Regions from separate parts of the Mus musculus genome. Here region 1 is linked to region 2. A link is a contact called in public promoter capture Hi-C data. All regions are on one chromosome and are shown on one strand. Each heading gives the region's core, a stretch centred on a gene start, on an enhancer-like site or on the middle of the called end of the contact. The rest is flanking DNA. Distances are from core to core; before and after follow the strand shown. Region 1 overlaps Adgrd1 (adhesion G protein-coupled receptor D1). Region 2 holds the start of Mrps17 (mitochondrial ribosomal protein S17).

The links. Promoter capture Hi-C pulls out the DNA fragments that hold promoters and counts their contacts.
Region 1: a promoter capture Hi-C map of embryonic stem cells shows a contact between it and region 2, with 3 times the contacts expected there. The contact joins the enhancer-like site here to the promoter of Mrps17 in region 2. A contact is called at or near these places in 15 of 39 promoter capture datasets (the 3T3-L1 cell line, the C10 cell line, the HPC-7 cell line and 8 more), 2 of 484 Hi-C or Micro-C datasets (both in uterus), 7 of 115 datasets of contacts at active chromatin or transcription factors (embryonic forebrain, embryonic stem cells and neural tube) and 2 of 9 other capture datasets (embryonic stem cells and liver).

The regions. Positions count from the first base shown.
Region 1 is chr5:129,195,814-129,198,775 of GRCm38.p6, forward strand. Adgrd1 (adhesion G protein-coupled receptor D1) reads left to right here. Exons shown (of 25, transcript NM_001347486.1): 21 at 2,805-2,896. Among named protein-coding and RNA genes, the nearest start is that of Gm46923, 81 kb to the left of the region's middle. Within about 2 kb of position 1,343, at least 9 of the 459 cell types and tissues checked have an H3K27ac peak or open chromatin away from gene starts, as enhancers often do. A contact at or near this core is called in embryonic stem cells, where this site is marked.
Region 2 is chr5:129,714,066-129,716,963 of GRCm38.p6, forward strand. It overlaps Mrps17 (mitochondrial ribosomal protein S17), which reads left to right and starts at 1,432. Exons shown (of 4, transcript NM_001356959.1): 1 at 1,432-1,484; 2 at 1,619-1,698; 3 at 2,662-2,801. The coding sequence starts at 2,679.

The DNA of each region.
Region 1 (2,962 bases), core at 93-2,592, 520 kb before region 2:
AAACACTCCATCTTGAGTCGATCGTCCTGTTGGCAGCCTGGTTTAGGAAGCACGGAAACACGGAGCTAAGTATCTGGACTTTGATCCTCGGAGATCTGAGATGGCATCACCTTCTACAGTGTCCAGAGGAGGTGCTGTGACCTTGAGCTCATGTGACCTGCCCATCCTGATGTAACTTGTAAGCTTATAGGTGGAGCTGGGTAGTGTGACCTCTGACCTCAAATAAGGTTCCCAGACACTCCCCCAAAGGCAGAATCCCACTGGCTCTCTCCGAGGCCCATCACTGTCCCTGAGTCAGTAGAACCTAGTTTGGTGACCCCCCCAGGGATGCTGTTGACATGTTCAATGAAAAATAAAAAATAAAAAACGAGTTTCAGGTAATTTTCTGTTTAATTTTTAATTGCTCTAAATTAAAAAGTAGTTAGGCAATTTGATTTTTAAATTTGTCAACATGGTTGAGAAGAAATCTTAGGAATATATGCAAAAAAATCAGAATATATGAACAATCTTTGCCTGTGTCTACTACTCTGCCCCCAGTGTGAACTCTCCCTAAGGGAAGAGCAAGCTTGGTACTAGCTTTTCGATCACCCTGATTTTTCTACAGTCTGGGCACCTCCAACTGTATGCTCACCCCAATAGGCAGGCAGAATGACCAGGGCTGTGTTATAGGTGTGACCTACAGAGCCCGAGGGTCCACATCTGTAATCCGACGGTGCGTAACCGTGTGCTTCTAATCATCAGCCAGCAGGCTCTACAGATGTGTGAGGTAGCCGAGCTATGCATTCCCAAAGTGAAAGGGCCAGGCTGGCAGCATGCCAGTGGGAAAGTGGCTCACTCTGCCCACCCCACCCTCCACCTTCCAAATCAGGGGAAAGGCAAGAAGAATTGTGTTGTTTAAAAACTCCAGCACTCTGGAAACCAAAGGTATTCAAATGAAAAGACGTGGCAGGTGGGCCGGAAGGGTCTGTGACCTTGTGGCTGGGAGCTGCTAGCTCTCCATTCTCCGTTGAAGACACAGAGGGTGCTCTGTGGGATATGGGGCACACCGCCTGGTGTAACCATGACTGAAGATAGCAGGATGCTCTCAGGTGTCAATGATGGTGGTGGTCTGGGGGTGACACCCCCGCCCCTGGGATCAGTCACCCCGAATAGCTTGTCCAAGTACGAATATAACTAAGTCTAAAAGCCATCGCCCCCACAGTCTCTCCTTGCTCCCATCAAATGCAGTTTTCTGGCCACTGTCAACTGTTGTAGGAAGGCTGGAGGGCAGCAGAATTACTGGACACTGCGTGACACTGTGCTTGCTGGCTATGCATTAACCTCTCCCATCTTCTCCGACCTTGGGAGACTCTGTTGTTACCCAGGGCAACAGGCACAGAGGGAAGGTGATGGTTAAGCTTTTGTTCATGTCTGATGGTAGTATAAGCAAGAGTCTAGACAGGACAGGCGAGGTACCCACAGTGCCTCAGCGCCTTGATTTTTTTTTTTTATTCTTTCTTTTTTTTCCCCCTGGGAACAGCATAGCACAGACCCAGAATTGTCTCATCTGAAAACCTTTAACAAAAGGCTCTGAAATGACTGATGGGAGCTGGGAGGAGGCAGCGGGAAAGGGCTGGAGTGGAAAAGTACCTGCTGGAACCAGAGCAGGGATAGCATCTCACGTTCCCCACCCCCTCAAATCACGCATTCTATGCTGGGGTGGGGGTGGGGTCCTCAGAATGGTCCGCGACTCATCCACCTGGGCTACTAACACCGAAGGGCTGTAGGGTTGGAGGTCTTGAATGCCAGCCTCTCTAGGGTTGCCTGGTTCAGCTGCTTGCAAGGCTGGAGAGGCCAGCAGCCTCTCTGTAAGGCCTGATGGTAAAGACTGTAAGTTCCAAGGTTGTGAGCCTGTAGCTGGCTTCATGAGTATCATGATGATTTTAACACTTAAGGGAACAGGCTCTGGCCACACATAGCTCTCACAACCTTCTCCTCCCCCTCCCGCAACCCCCCCAAGGATCCCCTCAACAAAGAGAGACTCAGGGAGGAGTCGTTCCCCCTGCTAGTCCCACCTTGTCCTTTAATATTTAGGATCAAGGAGAGCTGCTAGGTAAGAGAGGAGCTGGGTGAGAGTCTGTCTCTGGAGTGCTGACTTAGGATGGGAGCCAACCAGCAGGTCTCTACCCAGGAGCAGGGGCAGGGGCAGGGGCAGGGGCAGGAGCAGGAGCAGGGGCAGGAGCAGGGGCAGGGGCAGGGGCAGGAGCAAGGGCAGGAGCAGGGGCAGGAGCAGGGGCAGGGGCAAGAGCAGGAGCAGGGGCAGGGACAGGGGCAGGGCTGGGCAGAGAGAACACCCAATACGGCTTTCAAACATCACATATGTGGGCGATGAGAGCCGGCTGCCACATGTGGACTGGACAAACGGGGCATCTCCTCTTTGCCTGGTTGGATTGCAGCAGCCCGTCTTTCTCATCCAGTAGGAAGCAGAGAATTCCCAGGACCAACAGAGATGTCCAGGGTCAAATGGAGTGAGCAAGCATGAGATGAGCTTTGAGCTGGTTTATCTGACCCCGAAGGTCACACTCGTTCTTCTTGCTCGGATGCTGGTGGGATGGAAACTGAGCCCCTGCCTTGTCTGCCTTTGCTCAGGAGCATACAGAGAGGCAGGTGTATGTGGTATCTGTCCTGCTCAAAGCCCGAAGACCTGCCTTGAATTTGTTCCCTCTGTGTTCCCTGCTGGCTAAGGAGTCGTGACAGTGGGGCAGGTTCCAGTGTCCCGTGGATAGGTCTGGCTCCTTATTGTCTCCCTCTTTCCCCGCTTGCAGGTCAACATTGTTATCCTGGTTGCTGTGACGAGGGTCATCTCCCACATCAGCACTGATAGCTACAAGATACATGGGGACCCCAGTGCCTTCAAGTGAGTTGACCCCAACTGTTCATATCCCGTGGGGGCTACTGAAGGCTTCAAGAGGGACAAACAGTG
Region 2 (2,898 bases), core at 182-2,681:
CAGAGCTGAGAGTTCTACATCTTCATCTGAAGGCTGCTAGCAGAACATTCGCTTCCAGGTAGCTAGGATGAGGGTCTTAAAGGTCACACCCCCAGTGACACACCTACTCACACAAGGCCACACCCGCTAATCGTGCCACTCTCTAGGCCAAGCATATACAAACCATCACAGTGTGTGTGTGAGTATAGTGTGTGTGTGTGTGTGTGTGTGTGTGTGTGTGTGTGTGCATAAGCCACAGAACAAAGTGGAAACTGAAGGACAGTTTTGGGGACTAGGTTCTTCCTTCCACCATGTGATTGTGAGAATTGAAATTGGACAATCAGGCTTGGTGGTAAGAATCTTCACCTGCTGAGCTATCTGAACGGCTTGAGTTTTTCTTTTTTTTTCATTTGTATGTGCTTGTGTGTGTGTGTGTGTGTAAAGAAATGTTCTCTGTATTTACACTCTTTTATTACCTACTTCATAACTGGTTTGGTTGTTTCTCACTTGCCTCTAATAGACTTTTGTCTCCCTTTTATTCATCTTTTCCCTGCAATGCCTAACAGATTCTTAGAATATATATTCCATAAATGTTTGCTAAAAAAAAAAAAAGGGTTGGACAGATTGATGCGTTGTTTTATTGTTGTTATTTTAATACTGGGGATTGTTTCTAGGACATGGTGCATGAAAGAAAAGCCCTTGGCCATTTGACCATATTTCTGTGCCACCACGTCCCCCTTTAATATTAACTTGAAATTTTTTGACCTACATATTATACATCTTTATGAGATACACTGTGATATTGCAGTGCACACATACAGTAATGTCAGGGTAGTTGGCATATCCATACACTTATCACATCTTTGCCTTAAAAATATTCCAAACCACCTGTATCTGCTGCTTTGATGTATGCAAATATTACACTGTGCAACAGGATATTAGAAATTATTGTAGATCAAGCCTGTAATCCAACCCTGGAAAGGCGGAGGCAAGGCAGATGTAGTGTGAGACTGAAGAAAAGAAAAGAAAAGAAAAGAAAGGAAAGGAAAGGAAAGGAAAGGAAAGGAAAGGAAAGGAAAGGAAAGGAAAGGAAAGGAAAGGAAAGGAAAGGAAAGGAAAAGAAAAGAAAAGAAAAGAAAAGAAAAGAAAAGAAAAGAAAAGAAAAGGAGTTTCTGTCTGACAAATACAAGGCCCTTTGATTTGAAGACATGTCCAATCTATTCCTGGGAAATCAAAAGAGCAGGAAACAAAATGGAATCGGAAAAGGTAGGACCCTCCTGCGCATCTATTGCAGTGCCTATAAAAAAAGAATAAGCGGGATACAATTAGCCCCAGGACTTCCGCCGGGAGGTGCTTGTTCAAATAGATTGGGCGCGTTCTTATCTTTAGCCCCGCCCAAGACTGACAGGACTGGCGCCCTGTGAAATGGGAGGGGTGGGGCTAGCGCACCGTGAGCGTCATCACGCTGCGCCCATGCTCCGCCGGCCTTGTGGTGGACTCCGGAGGTGAGCGAGGGTGTCAACCAGGTCTGGGTTCTGGGGGTCAGCAGTGCTGCGTCCCGTGTCAGTTTCCCTGGTGGTTTCGGTAGCGACTGATTCTCAGAGCGGCCCCGAGTCATAGTCTCGTCTTTCCTCTACAGGAACCTGGCTCACCGGCCGAGGTCTTGCCGTGAGCCCTTGTGTGTACAGTAGCAGGCTGTAACTGAGACAGACAGCTGCAGTAAGTGCTGTGGCCTCGAGATCGTGCCCTGGTAACGACAAGGAATCAACACCGCAGACTCGAGAGTTGAGCGCTTCAAACAACCCCGTTTATTAGTAATACTCCCTAACCCGGGACCAGTTCCAAGAAAGGTTACCAAGTGACAAGGTGTTTCTAAATGGTTACAGCACAAATAATAGTGGGTAAAGAGTAAATAAGGTGACTTGTCTTCTAGTGAGCTCGTAGGTACCTGTAGGTAGAAGAGCTTTGCTCTGTAGAGCTTCTGTGATCAGTAGCAGGGGAATTTTTCCGAATGATTAAGTTAGCTGGTCTCTTAACTGCTTATTTTCCCACTGTATCCTTCCTCATTTGGATAGAGGGACTCCAGTGTGACCAGTTTACTTGTGTGCTTACACACTAATAGTTCCTCGAAACACTTGTGAGCAGGCCATGTTATTCCTAACTTTTCTGTATAGGGAATATGAGGGTTAGATCCATTTTCTACTTTGTAACTATTATAAAGATAAGACCTTTAAGGACCTCTGGCCTGGCTGTTTCAGAAAAGTAGAAAAAATGACTACTGGACACAGGCATTGCTCCTGACAAAATTCACTTGATAAGCTCTAACCATCTGAAGGCTAGTTTAAATGGGGTATTGTGGCACCAGCCTGTGTATAATTTCAGAGGATCCCCTGTAACGGGTGCTACAGAGGTTTTGAGCCACCATAAGGGTGCTGGAAACTGCACCCAGGTCCTCTGGAAGAGCAACCAGTGCTTAGCTGCTTAGGTATCGCTCTAGCCCAACTCATGGGAGGCTAATGTAGAAACATCTCCCAATTTAAGGCAAGCCTGGGCTACCGTGGAGAAAGGTAAACTTCAAAAAAATGAAACAAAGCCATTGGTTTGTTAATGGATAGGGGAAAGGGGGCAAGACTGTGTCTTAACAATGTTAAGCTTTGAGGGTATTTTCTTGTTTTATTTTAGGTGCTTACAGACACATAATGTCAATAGTCCGTTCATCCGTCCACGCCAAATGGGTTGTGGGGAAGGTGATTGGTACAGCCATGATAAAAACGGCTAAAGTAAGAGCGACCAGACTTGTTTTGGATCCCTACTTACTGAAGGTGAGGACCAACACTTGTTTTAAAATGCCATCGATAAAGTTACCAACATTCCACTGCAGCTGTTCTCAGCCTGTGGGTCGCGACGCATTTGGGAGTC